2 separate regions of the Mus musculus genome follow, and region 2 is linked to region 1. The links are chromatin contacts, called in public HiChIP or PLAC-seq maps. All regions are on one chromosome and are shown on one strand. Each heading gives the region's core, a stretch centred on a gene start, on an enhancer-like site or on the middle of the called end of the contact. The rest is flanking DNA. Distances are from core to core; before and after follow the strand shown. Region 1 overlaps Sun2 (Sad1 and UNC84 domain containing 2). Region 2 has its middle 19 kb from the start of D730005E14Rik.

Region 1 (6,663 bases), core at 1,228-3,727:
TGTTTTGTAATTTCCCTTGGCAAAGATTTTGTTGTTTGGCCAACAGTTGTCCTCATATTCATGACATACTATCAGGTGCACCGTTCGTTAGCTCTGAATGGCTGTTACTACAGCTTCTCTAGGGCATTCGTTTAAATGAGGAAAATGCAAACCTTTTAAACCGTTTCCTCTTTGGTATAATTATCTATGGAAGAGAAAAGCAGGTGAAAGCCAAAAGCTGCCTCCCCCACCTTATACAGCTCATGGGGGGGCTTCCTAGCTGGGCCCCTGTGACCATCCTACAGATTCACAACATTTTCCTGGCCAGTCCCTGTGCTCACACTCCCTCTCCCAGCTGTGTTTCCCTCCACGTGGGGATCTGATGGTGACAACATGTTGAGGGGGGCTGGAGGTGGGGGAGCCCTCCTGCAATGCATGCCCAGGATCTCCTGCCAGATGCTGCAGCTACCAGCCATGTCCCAGCTGGTTTTGCCCTGTTTGTGTTTCCCTAGAGAGACTTTCACTACCACTGGCTGTCCTGGAACTCCCTCTGTAGAACAGGCTGGCCTTGAACTCATAAAGACCCACTTGCTCTGCCTCCCGAGTGCTGGGATTAACAGCCTGTGTCACTATGCCCAGCTGCCCTATCCCAGCTGTTCCAGTGGCCATACTCGGGAAGCCTGTGGTGTGCTGCCCTGGGCCCATGCTCTGTCTTTCCTCTGGCCCACCAGGCTGAGCATCGCATACTCGGGAAGCCTGTGGTGTGCTGCCCTGGGCCCATGCTCTGTCTTTCCTCCGGCCCACCAGGCTGAGCAGCGCATACTCGGGAAGCCTGTGGTGTGCTGCCCTGGGCCCATGCTCTGTCTTTCCTCTGGCCCACCAGGCTGAGCAGCGCATACTCGGGAAGCCTGTGGTGTGCTGCCCTGGGCCCATGCTCTGTCTTTCCTCTGGCCCACCAGGCTGAGCAGCGCATACTCTGGAAGCCTGTGGTGTGCTGCCCTGGGCCCATGCTCTGTCTTTCCTCCGGCCCACCAGGCTGAGCAGCGCATACTCGGGAAGCCTGTGGTGTGCTGCCCTGGGCCCATGCTCTGTCTTTCCTCTGGCCCACCAGGCTGAGCAGCACATACTCGGGAAGCCTGTGGTGTGCTGCCCTGGGCCCATGCTCTGTCTTTCCTCTGGCCCACCAGGCTGAGCAGCGCATACTCGGGAAGCCTGTGGTGTGCTGCCCTGGGCCCATGCTCTGTCTTTCCGGCCCACCAGGCTGAGCAGCGCATACTCGGGAAGCCTGTGGTGTGCTGCCCTGGGCCCATGCTCTGTCTTTCCTCTGGCCCACCAGGCTGAGCAGCGCATACTCGGGAAGCCTGTGGTGTGCTGCCCTGGGCCCATGCTCTGTCTTTCCGGCCCACCAGGCTGAGCAGCGCGTTCTCTCCCGGGTTCACTCTCTGGAGCGGCGTCTGGAAGCCCTTGCTGCAGACTTTTCCTCCAACTGGCAGAAGGAGGCCATACGGCTGGAACGCCTGGAGCTGCGGCAGGGGGCTGCTGGCCATGGAGGAGGCAGTAGCCTGAGCCATGAAGATGCCCTGTCTCTCCTAGAAGGGTTGGTGAGCCGCCGCGAGGCTACCCTGAAGGAGGACTTGCGCAGGGACACAGTGGCTCATATCCAGGTGGGAGAACATTGTTGCCTGGAGGTGGGGTGGCACATTTCATAAAGGCAATGCCATAGAAAACCCTGACAGTCATGTGGGATGTAGGAGGCCCCATGGGGCCCGGGGGAGATGGTAGTGTGTCACTTAGGGCCATTTGCCAGGTGCCCTGTCAAGATGAAGATGATCCGTCTTCCATGGTGAGAGACGTGTCAGGCACAGGTGGTATTCCTTGTATTTCAGAGCCTTGTAGATAAGACCAGGAGCTGAAACTCCCGGAAAAAACCCTAGAAGGAACCCAGTTAGACCATGTCTAGTCACAAGTATTCCGAGGGCAGCTGTCAAACCCTCTTGGTGTGGTGGTGCACACCTTTAATCCCAACACTTCACTTAGGTAGAAGCAGGGAGATCTCTGAGTTCAAGGCCAGCCTTGTCTACAGAGGGAGTTCTGGGATAGTCATAACTATATAGAGAGATGCTGCCTCAAAAGAAAACAAGAAGAAGAAGAAGAAAAAAAAAACACCCAAAACAACCAGTCCTCATATCTGGTAGGAAGAATTGGCTACCCTGAGGGCAGAGCATCACCAAGACTCGGAAGATCTCTTCAAGAAGATCGTCCAGGCCTCTCAGGTCAGTGGGCTAGGCATGCAGCCCTGCACTGGGATCTCACCCAATTACATCTGTCCTTGGTTCTACCATGGATACTGCTGGGATGTTGAGTAGAGGGGGGTGGGATAGTCTCATGCCTTCTCTGGGGCCTGAACTTGCCTTGGACAGACGGTCCACAGTGACCCCGGGATGTGCATGGTGCAAGGGTGGTGTCTGTGCTGAGTGTGTTGTGCTCAGTGAACATAACCTAGGTGGGAATGAGTCTGATAAGGGCTGAGACTCACAGGACTTCCCCTGCTTTGATCTTTGCTGAAAGCGCTGGGGCACCCGTTCAAGGTCGTGGTTAAGCAAACACTCCCATGTAGAACTCTCAGACTTCTCTGAACTCATCTTGGCTTATTCTTGCCCTTTCTTGCTGCTCTTAGGAGTCCGAAGCCCGAGTCCAGCAGCTGAAGACAGAATGGAAAAGGTAATGGCAGCCACCTGGCCATGGCCTGCTCTGCCACCCCGTTAGGGTTCTGCCTGGTTGACTGAGACTTAGCTTAGGATCCTGCCTATGGCCTCTACGGTACAAGGCAGGTTGGTAAGGCCTTGGGGAGGCAGGGACAGGCACGGCAGTGAAACTGGAGCCTGTGGGCTGGTCTTTTCTGTATGCCTTCTGCTCTTATGACCTAGATGTGAAGGCATGGCAGGCTGTGGCATTGTGAACTGTGCTGTCCAAGCCTACAGAGAATCAGGTCAGAATTAGCTGTGAGACAGGCAAACCCAAGCTCCTGGGCTGTGTTCTACTGCCAGACTCCAAGGGCAGCCCTGGCACTTCACACACAGTGATGGGCTTCCAGCTTATGACAGGAGTCAGTCAGGGGTCCCTCATCCTTCCTCAGTGTGGCCTTACCTTGCTTCCCTCCATCTGGAACTAGCATGACCCAGGAGGCCTTCCAGGAGAGCTCTGTGAAGGAGCTGGGACGGCTGGAAGCCCAGCTGGCCAGCCTGCGGCAGGAGCTGGCTGCCCTGACTCTGAAGCAGAACTCGGTGGCAGATGAAGTGGGCCTGCTGCCACAGAAGATCCAGGCTGCCAGGGCTGATGTGAGCGGGAAGTACCCAGAGCCCTACTAATCACCTCCCCTCTGAGACCACCTGCCTGGGAGGGGGCATCTGTCAGCTGGAGCAGCGTCTTTGGCCTGTTGTTCTAGAGGCGCATGCATGGCTGATCTGATGCAGGCCTAGGCTCTTGGGGAAAATGCTTTCCAATCCCAGTCTCTGTTCCCTGGAGAGTTCCTAGCCTCTAACACCTCTCTCAGGGGCTCCAGCCTTCCCTTCCAGCTCTGCTTCCTCCTCCAGTGACAGCCCACCCACCCTGTCATAGCTGCCCCTGCCATTAGTGCAAGCTTCTGAGTGACACTGCCTTTGTCTGTAGGTGGAATCCCAGTTCCCTGACTGGATCAGGCAGTTCCTTCTTGGAGACAGGGGTGCGCGCAGCGGGCTCCTGCAGAGAGATGAGATGCACGCTCAGCTGCAGGAGCTGGAGAACAAGATCCTTACCAAGATGGCTGAGATGCAGGGCAAGTCAGCCAGGGAGGCCGCAGCGTCCCTGGGACAGATACTGCAGAAAGAAGGCATAGTTGGGGTGACAGAGGAGGTAAGGGATGACTGTTCCCCCAACACGCTGCCTCTCCCCTGGAAGTCTCACACTGCCAGCTCTTCATGTGTGTTAGGACATGATAGACCCTCCTGGCTGGAGGTTCAGGTGTAGATTCTGGGCTCAGTGTGTGTGGGTGGTGGAATGAACAAAGCCTGCTTGGGTACTACTGGTGCCAGTTCAGCAGGGCCAGTTCATGGATATGCACGCAGTACCTGGTATGCCCCAATCACATCCCATGTCTGCCTGGGGCATGTTTTAGCAGGTGCACCGGATCGTCAAGCAGGCCCTGCAGCGCTACAGTGAGGACAGGATTGGAATGGTGGATTACGCCCTGGAATCAGGAGGTGTGTGTGCCTTCACCAATTCACCGTATCCTGGTCCTTACACTGGCGAGGCCCCAGGTCTGCCAGGCAGCACAGTGCTAAGCACACAAGGCTTGACACCAGCACAAACTAGACTCCCATCCAAGGCAAGGGTGGCTGAGGGAAGCCATGAGCCAGAGTGGACCCCTGGCTGGGAATGGCTCTGTGAGACTAGGTTAGAGCTAAGGGGTGGGCCTGAGGAACTTGTTCCCATGCTCTCTAAGGCAGGCAGTAGCAGTCTCTTCCCTGGCCGCCTTTTTAGTCCTGGAACCACTACCTGAGTAGTGGGCCAACCCACTTTGAGATTTAAAATCGTTCTTTCCTGTGACAGGAGCCAGTGTTATCAGCACCCGCTGCTCTGAGACTTATGAGACCAAGACGGCACTCCTCAGCCTCTTTGGCATCCCCCTGTGGTACCACTCCCAGTCACCTCGGGTCATTCTGCAGGTGGGCACTCTAAACACAGTGGGGGATGCCCGTCTCAGTCAGCCACAGATGGATTAGAGGCCCTGTTCTGACATGCCTCCCACCCCCTCCAGCCAGATGTGCACCCAGGCAACTGCTGGGCCTTCCAGGGGCCCCAGGGCTTTGCAGTGGTCCGCCTCTCTGCTCGAATCCGACCTACAGCCGTTACCTTAGAGCACGTGCCCAAGGCCTTGTCACCCAACAGCACTATCTCCAGTGCTCCCAAGGACTTCGCCATCTTTGTGAGTACCTGATCTTCAGTGGGCTATGTGGGGTCTTTGCTGAGAGTCACACTGAGGTGGCTCTGGCAGTGAGAGGTTTAAAAGAGAGCCAGGGAGAGACCATGATGTACGAGGGAGGTGGTCCTCCCTGACTCCTCCCTGTCTGCTTTTCTGTAGGGCTTCGATGAAGACCTGCAGCAGGAAGGGACACTTCTTGGCACGTTTGCCTACGACCAGGATGGGGAGCCCATCCAGACCTTCTATTTCCAGGTACAGGGCTGTGTGCTTGTGGGATGGTGCCTCACACTCCCAGTCAACAGTAGACATCTTCTAGGATCCAGTATTTGCACTACCCGGCAGAGGAATCAGGGATGGGCCTATCTTCCTACCCTGCCTTACTTCAGGGTATAGGGTGGAGATGACCCTCTCCTGTCAGTGACACAGATGGCAGCATCCAGAGCTTTCTGATCAGGGGCTCCGCCGAAGTGAGTTTTATTAAGGAAGGGTTGTGACAAGGAAGTGACTGCGAAGGGTGTTCAAGATGATCAATGTGCAGAGAGCTAGGGCCTCAGGGAGGGCACATGGGTGTCAGATGTCCTAGTCCTCTTAGAGGCAGATTCTGGAGCTAGGAATATAGGTCAGTTCATTTTAATTCATTTTGTTTAACTTTATTTTGTGTGTATGTGTATTTTGCTGGTATATATGTCTGTGTGTCATCTGTGTACTGGTGTCCTAAGAGGCCAGAAGAGGGCTTTGGATCCCTTAGAACCAGAGTGACAGACAATTACAAGTTGCCCCATGTGAATGCCAGGAATTGAACCTGGATTACATGGAAGAGCAGCCAGTGCTCTTAACTGAGCCAGGTCTTCAGTCCTATAACACGATAGCTTTAAGCAGAGCATACAGGCTAGACACTTGAGAAAAAAGCAAACAAGCTTCCTATGACCATTCTATGCACTGATAATGCTAACCATGACTGGGGATGAATTCTTAGATGAACTACAATTCACATATGGCCCAAGGGCTGCCTCACTGAGGGTGGTGACCCTTAGGAACCCCAAAGTCCCCAAGGGCCTTTGGCCTGGAAACTCTGTTCCAGGAAACAGAAACTTTAGAAATTCAGCTTTTTGTTTTTGTCATGAGCTCCGGGGCAGGAGACCTCTGGCTGCTGGACTGGTTCCCTGCCCCACCCCTTCTGTTGCTGAGGTGTTAAAGCACTCTGTGACTCTGAACCCCCTCTCTTCTCCCTAGGCCTCTAAGATGGCCACATACCAAGTTGTGGAGCTTCGGATCCTGACCAACTGGGGCCACCCTGAGTACACGTGTATCTACCGCTTCCGGGTGCACGGAGAGCCTGCCCACTAGTCTTCTGAGATCTTGGGCCTGTTGCTAGCCACGTGGGAAGCTCATCTTTCCCAGCATCTACCCTGCTCTGAAAATAGGTGCCCAGCACCCCACCGCTGCCTGCACATGCTTCTTAGCGCTGACTTCCAGGAGCAAGAGTGAAGAGGCAGCACGTAGAACTCCCTGCATAAGCCAAGCCACCAGGCTCCTATGCCTCTCTTAGTCTTCCCCCTAGAGCTAGGCGCCTACCAGGTGTATATATGTAGCATACTTTGGGGGACTGCGATCAGAAGTGAGGTGGAGGGACTGGCACCGGTTAACTCCTGGTAGGTGCCAAAGCCATGGGCATACCAAGCCAGAGCCCCAGGGATAAGCTGGGGGGTCTTGTGGCCTTTAGG
Region 2 (7,122 bases), core at 453-2,952, 180 kb before region 1:
AACTGTGTGATACCCCACCCTTACCCTCAAACCGTAGCCCAGGACTCCGTGCCTCCCAACTATAGTCCATGGTATGGGACTATAGACATCCAGTCTTCTGAACCCAATTAAAATCAGCTGAGGAGAGAAATGAGCCTAGCGTGTCAGGGCTGGGCCTGTGGCCGTGAACCTTGCGGTTCCTCTATATCTTCTAAGAGTAGCTGGTTCTAGAAGACTGGGTGTCAGCAGCTTGAGTGTTCAGTCTCAGGCTGGAGAACCAGGTCAGTCATGAGGCTGACGCGCACTTACATGGACTCTGCACACCTGACAAGCTCGACACAGGCAGTGCAGAAAGCATGCACTGCTTAGTTCTCTCGATGGCCTGCCCTGCGCGGCTGTACAGGCAGGACTTGACACCTGCAGAGGAACCTTGGGTATGTCCGTCCACAGCCAAGATGAGAGGTGATGTCAGGAGAGCCTCTGGAGGTATGGTGTCCACTGCTCTACTGAGCTCAACTCCACAGAGGGCCCACAATCTCCAAGACTCTGCAAAGAGGTGGCCCATGACAATAACAAAGGAGACAAGCTTCTTGGTAGGATGGCCATTGGTCCTCGGAGCTGGTGCTGGCCCCAAGGTTGCAGTGGACAGTATTCATCTCTCTCCTTCAGTCCCCACAGCTGGCATTTCCACAGGTCAGTGCATTCATCAGAGGGGTCCAGAGCCCTTTTATCTTACCAGGCCATGCCTCTGATACTGTCTGTCTTAGTCTCCACCGGGAATAGGAATGGCGAGGCTACTCAGCTCCAGCTTCTGGCAAGCTCCTCTCTCCTGGATTGGAGGCAGTAAACCTCGGGGTCAGTAGCAGCCTTGCAGCGATGAGATACTATGTTAGCGTTGTTTCTTCCATTGGCCCACTGGTTGTGGGAGGCAAGTACCCAGCTTCAGCGGCAGGGTTTTGAGGCGCCCCCTGCACTGCTCGCCTGGCAGCAAGGATGTCTCTGTTCTAAGGAGCAGAGTCTACATCTGCATGAAGGCCCTATCTAGCCTCCAGCCCTTGCCATTTCCTGACTGGCAGCATTCAGCATTCACTGGGCACCTGTTCTAGATCTTACAGAGATGCCATCTGCACACACACACACACACACACACACATACACACACACACAGGCTTTGTAGCACATTGTCCCCACAGACCAGCTGCCCTGGATAGTATTGCACGGGGTGGGGCGTTGAGTCTGCGGACCAGGCCCACACAGCTGCATCCCCCCTCACTAAGAGATCTTTGCTGACTGGAAGTTGCTGCAAGGGAAATGCTTATGGGGTAAGCCCAGTGTCTTGTTGCCCATAGATGGCAGCAAGGACCCAGGTAATATGTACCCAAGTCTGAGTAGGTGTTGGAACAAGCACATATGAATCACTGTAAAGTTGTGGTCCTCAACCTTCCTAATGCTGCAACCCTTTCAGTTCCTCATGTTGTATTGACCCCATCTAATCATAAAATTATTTTGTCATTACCTCATAACTGTAATCGTGCTTCTGTTATGAACTGGAATGTAAACACCTGATCTATGGCTTGCCTGGGGGTCGCGACCCACAGGTTGAGAACCATGGCTCTGAAGGGCCGGGTGTCCCAAGGTGACCAACCACCTTCTACACTATCAAGCAACCTCCCTGAGGCTCAGCACCATTTGGGTCCCACCCCCAGTTCTCACCTCTGACAGATGAGTGGCTTTGAGGCAGCTTTGGGAGGGGCTGTCTATGAAGAAGTCTCACTTAGCCTCCCCTGCCCGTCTCCCTGCCTTGCCCCAGCGGCTGTGCCATTGGGCAGATGCTTTGGTGAGGACTGAGGCTGGCATCACCCACTGTGATGGAGGCACAATGAACCCCCTCTCCCTCATATTTCCTGGGAGTCCTCTGTGGTCCTTTAGAGCACAACCTTAAAGGGCTGCAGGAGAGATGGCTCAGTGGTTATAAACACTGAGTGCTCTTCCAGAGGTCCTGAGTTCAAGTCCCAGCAACCACATGGTGGCTCACAACCATCTGTAATGGGATCCGATGCACTCTTCTGGTGTGTCTGAGGACATCAACAGTGTACTCACGACCTTACTGCTGGGGAGGCCAAAGCAGAAGAAGGATCAGAAATTTGAGGCCAACCTGGTCTATATCTTGAGACCCTGTTTTAAGAATAAATTATTAGAAACCTGGACTTGAGTCAAGCATGGTCCTACCTGTCTTTAAAAGTATTTTCCAGTCGGGCGTGGTGGCGCGCATGCCTTTAATCCCAGCACTCGGGAGGCAGAGGCAGGCGATTTCTGAGTTCGAGGCCAGCCTGGTCTACAGAGTGAGTTCCAGGACAGCCAGGGCTATACAGAGAAACCCTGTTTTGAAAAAAAACAAAGTATTTTCCAGCAATCTGGAAGTAGAGGCAAGCAGATGTATATACGTTTGAAGCTAACCTGATGTACATTAGAGAATAGCATCCAGTCAGGATCACAATAGGGGAAACCCTGTCTCAAAAGCCAAACAAAAAGCCAGGCACAATGGCCACCCTTGCTTACTATAACTGCAAACGTGGACGCAGAACACAGGAGCTCAAAGTCACCCTTGGCTCATGTCCTGGAACCCTGGGATGTGCTCTGTAGACTGGACTGGCCCCCCAGTCAGAGATCCACCTGCCTCTGCCTCCCGAGTGCTGGTATCAAAAGTGTGTGCCATCACCTCCTGGCCCAAGCTATGCAGGGACTTTGAGAATTACCTCGGTTATGTGAGACTTTTTAACAAAAAAAAAAAAAAAAAAAAAAAAAGATAAGACAACAATGAAAAAGAGGACGAAATTAAGAGGATCAGGGAATTGTTCACATTAAATCCACTCCAAGCTTCCACCACCTCAGAGACCCAAGCTGTCCTAAAGTGTTTTCCCGCACGTTACCATCAGCCCCCACGGGTTCTGAGTGGATGGGGTTGGGGAGGGGGGAGGCTGTCTTCACATACAGCTTCTATGGCCTCCACATCACTGTGGTGGGACTGGTACCAAATGTCCCGGCCTGCCTGTGACCTCTGTCCCACAGGTGCCTGCTGAGCTGGCCATGTTCCCATGTCCTTTAGGCACACTCCAGGTACTACATCTTTGGGAGGGAGTCTATTCCATGTGCAGTCTGAGCTGATAGCAGGGGCGGGAGAGGGGGAGTGTCAGCTTGTGGGGCCTGTATCCCTCTGGGAGACATTCTCCTCGTGCATGATGCAGTTGCTCCTTCTAGGAGCAGTCAGACTGGTGAAGACTGTGGTCCACTGTGCTGATTGGTTGTCAACTTGACACAAGCTACGATCATTTAGAAGGAGGGGTCTTCAACTGAGGACATGCACGCATGTCCCCATCAGAATGGCCCTGTGGGTATGCCTATGGACTAAGAAGCATTTTCTTCATTAATGACTGACATGAGAGGGCCCTACCCGCTGCGTGCGGTGCCTCCACTGGGTGGGTGTTTCTGGGGTGAATAAGAAAGCAGAGTGAGGGCTGGAGAGATGGCTCAGTGGTTAAAGAGCACCGACTGCTCTTCCAGAGAGGTCCTGAGTTCAATCCCTAGCAACCACATGGTGGCTCACAACCATCTGCAATGGGATCTGATGCCTTCTTTTGTGGTGTGTCTGAAGACAGCGACAGTGAACTCATACATAAAATAAATCTGAAAGAAAGAGAGAGAGAGAGAGAGAGAGAGAGAGAGAGAGAGAGAGAGAGAGAGAAAGAAAGGGAGAAAGAAAGAGAGAAAGAAAGAAAGAAAGAAAGAAAGAAAGAAAGAAAGAAAGAAAGAAAGAAAGAAAGAAAGACAGGAGGGAGGGAAGGAAGGAAGGAAGGAAGGAAGGAAGAAAGAAAAGAAAGAAAGAAAGAAAGAAAAGAAAGAAAGAAAGAAAGAAAGAAAGAAAGAAAGAAAGAAAGAAAGAAAGAAAGAAAGAAGACAGAGTGGGCAGGCCACGGGGAGCAAACCACTAAGTAGCAGTCTTCCATGGCCCCTGCTTTTAGCTCCTGCCTTGGTTTCCCTTCTTTGATGGATTGTGATTGGGATGTATAAACCAAATAAGTCTCCCAAGTGGCTTTTGGTCATGGTGTTTATCACAGTGATAGAACACCAAGACTTGCTCTGGCCCCCATCTCCCACCCCCCACCTCCGGCTTTCAGACCTCTAGGAATCTACACTGTTGGAGCCAGAGCTCCCCGCCTGCAGAAAGCTGTGCGCTCAAGCTGCCACCCACCCATCTACCTCCCCAGTGCCGAATCATACCCCAGAAAACCACTAAGAAAGCAACAATGTGTGAACACTGTGTTTTCCAAAGCAACCAATTGAATGGGAAAAGGCTCCGCTCTCACAGCCTTTGCTGACAGCACGCAAAGCTGACCGAGGACCCTGGATTGTTGGTGCTGCCTGGCTTCCTGCCAGTTAGGCAAACACCCGACCGCTGATGGTGGGCTTGGTTCGGGTTCTGCCTGGGATTTTGAGGATTGAAAAAAATGTCTTACTCAGTTGGTAGAGTACTTGCCTAGCATGCAGAGCCCTGGGTTTAGCCCCCAGCATCACAGAAAATGACCTAGTGGTACCCACCTGTGATCCCAGGCACCAGAAGATCTGGAGTACATGGTCATCTTTAATGCACAGTGAGTTTGAAGCTAGTCTAAGATGCATGAGACCTTGACTTGGGAGGAAAGAACATTAAAAAAAAAAAAAAAAGATTATAAATATATGCTCTCTGCACGTACACCTTCATGCCAGAAGAGGGCATCAGATCCCATTACAGATGGTTGTGAGCCATCATGTGGTTGCTAGGAATTGAACTCAGAACCTCTGGAAGAGCAGACAGTGCTCCTAACCACTGAGCCATCTCTCTAGCCCCTGGGGGAAAATTTTTTTAAAAAAGTGTCCTTCAGGCCTGGCAGTGGTGGTGCACACCTTTAATCCCAGCACTTAGGAGGTAGAGGCAGGTGGATTTCTGAGCTCAAGGGCAGCCTGGTCTACAGAGTGAGTTCCAGGACAGCCCACCATACCTGGTCTGAAGGAGACTTTTTCTTTCTATTTTTCCTAACCCTGAACACTAGTACTGGGGTCCCTCCTGGCTTTGAAGTTCCCCAGTCCAGTCCACTATCTTTCTTCGGGATTTAGTGAGCCACTCCACAGCTTCCAGTGCTCAATCAAACCAACCTTCAACATCTTTGTTTTTGTTTTTTCAGGACAGGGTTTCTCTGTGTAGCCCTGGTTGTCCTGGAACTCACTTTGTAGACCAGGCTGACCTCGAACTCAGAAATCCGCCTGCCTCTGCCTCCCGAGTGCTGGGATTAAAGGCGTGTGTGCCACCACTGCCCAGCCAACATCTTTTTATTTGCATTTCATTAGCTGGAGTTGTCTTCATTGCTTCAGCTAAGAACCCTGAACAATACTAGTCTGAGATTTTTTCTTTCTTTTCAACCTGTACCGTGTATGGGCCATGTGAGGTTACCCTTTGTGGCTAGATTAGGAGTCACCTAGGAGACACTGCTGGGCAGTGTGAGTGTAAGAGTTAAATTGAGGACCAGAACTCAGATCTATCATCCACATTGTATTTGTTTGGCTGGCATGCAAAATGCCAATTGTGACGGTCCCACGGGAGCTTGCACCAAGAGTCCAGAAACCTCTATGTAAGTCACTGTCAGACTTGGATCACTGGTAAGGAAGCTGAGTCGTTTGGAGAGGCTGTGATGATGGTGAAGCTAAGTATGATGGAGACTTCAGTGTCTTATACATGCCAGGAGCATGCGCTGTCCACAAGAGAAAGCAGGCACGGGGTGGACTTGTCCCAAGAGATGTTACATGTAAATGTATATGACAGAGCGGGAGAGGGGAGCTACAGCCTCAGGTGGCAGACATAGAGCCACAGGGCTTTGGTGTTTGTCCTGCAGGGTTTTGGTTTGAGAAAACTTTCCTTGCTATACCTCCATTCTCCGCTTTTGGAGTGGGGGTGTTCACTCCATGGTATCGAGTACCGGAAGTGTACAATTTGTATGATTTGTTTGTTTGTTTTTGTCGTTGTTGTTTTGTGTTTCTTCGTTTTGGTTTTGGTTTTTTGAGACAGGGTTTCTCTGTATAGCCCTGGCTGTCTTAGAACTCACTTTGTAGACCAGGCTGGCCTCAAACTCAGAAATCTGCCTGCCTCTGCCTCCCAAATGCTGGCATTAAAGGTGTGTGCCACCATCGTCCGGCTGTTTTTTGTTGTTAAACAGAAGTTTAGGGTTAAGCAGTTGCCTGAGTCTCAGAAGAGACTCTGACATTTTGAATAATAATAGCTTTTTTTGTTTGTTTGTTTTTTCGAGACAGGGTTTTTCTGTATAGCCCTGGCTGTCCTGGAACTCACTTTGTAGACCAGGCTGGCCTCAAACTCAGAAATCTGCCTGCCTCTGCCTCCCAAATGCTGGCATTAAAGGTGTGTGCCACCATCGTCCGGCTGTTTTTTGTTGTTAAACAGAAGTTCAGGGTTAAGCAGTTGCCTGAGTCTCAGAAGAGACTCTGACATTTTGAATAATAATAGCTGTTAAGCTTTTATGATGGGCAGTGATGGCTCACAGCAGGGATACACAAAGATAATCCTGTCTCAAAAAATGCCCCCCCTCCAAAAAAATTTTAGGGTGTAGGTCCAGGAAGATGGCTTAGCAGTTAGGACCACCAGCTGCCCCAGATGATGCAGGCACCACTCCCAGTGCCCACATAGTCGCTCATACTGATACATAAATCCAATCCCAGGGGGTCCAAATCCTTCTCTGGCCTCTGTGTGCATCAGGCATACATGTTGCGCAGGCATACATGCAGGGAACACATCCAAACACATAAAATAAAAATAACAATGAAGAAAAAATTTGGGGGGTACATTACAAATGAACTAAATGCATTTTGTGTTATGAAATGGCCATAAATCTTTGAGGATCAAGATGGAATAGTCTATTGAAGAGCAACAGAGGAAGACTTGTTTGTTTGTTTGTTTGTTTGTTTTTTCTTTCGAGACAGGGTTTCTCTGTGTAGCCCTGGTTGTCCTGGAACTCACTCTGTAGACCAGACTGGCCTCAAACTCAGAAATCCGCCTGCGCCTGCCTCTGCCTCGCAAGTGCTGGGATTAAAGGCGTGCGC

What was found. HiChIP or PLAC-seq counts read pairs in DNA pulled down with a chosen protein or histone mark.
Region 2: an H3K27ac HiChIP or PLAC-seq map of regulatory T cells shows a contact between it and region 1, with 4 times the contacts expected there. The contact joins two enhancer-like sites. A contact is called at or near these places in 4 of 484 Hi-C or Micro-C datasets (CD4 T cells, CD8 T cells, cortical neurons and 1 more), 7 of 115 datasets of contacts at active chromatin or transcription factors (T-cell acute lymphoblastic leukemia, craniofacial prominence, embryonic hindbrain and 3 more) and 4 of 9 other capture datasets (adipose tissue, embryonic stem cells, liver and 1 more).

Annotation. Positions count from the first base shown.
Region 1 is chr15:79,725,070-79,731,732 of GRCm38.p6, reverse strand. It overlaps Sun2 (Sad1 and UNC84 domain containing 2), which reads left to right. Exons shown (of 18, transcript NM_001205345.1): 9 at 1,389-1,643; 10 at 2,175-2,252; 11 at 2,657-2,700; 12 at 3,152-3,317; 13 at 3,649-3,870; 14 at 4,133-4,217; 15 at 4,567-4,682; 16 at 4,775-4,942; 17 at 5,099-5,191; 18 at 6,173-6,663. The coding sequence ends at 6,286. Among named protein-coding and RNA genes, the nearest start is that of Sun2, 14 kb to the left of the region's middle. Within about 2 kb of position 2,477, at least 39 of the 459 cell types and tissues checked have an H3K27ac peak or open chromatin away from gene starts, as enhancers often do. A contact at or near this core is called in CD8 T cells and regulatory T cells, where this site is marked.
Region 2 is chr15:79,908,646-79,915,767 of GRCm38.p6, reverse strand. It overlaps a transcript of Apobec3 not described here. Among named protein-coding and RNA genes, the nearest start is that of D730005E14Rik, 19 kb to the right of the region's middle. Within about 2 kb of position 1,702, at least 33 of the 459 cell types and tissues checked have an H3K27ac peak or open chromatin away from gene starts, as enhancers often do. A contact at or near this core is called in CD8 T cells and regulatory T cells, where this site is marked.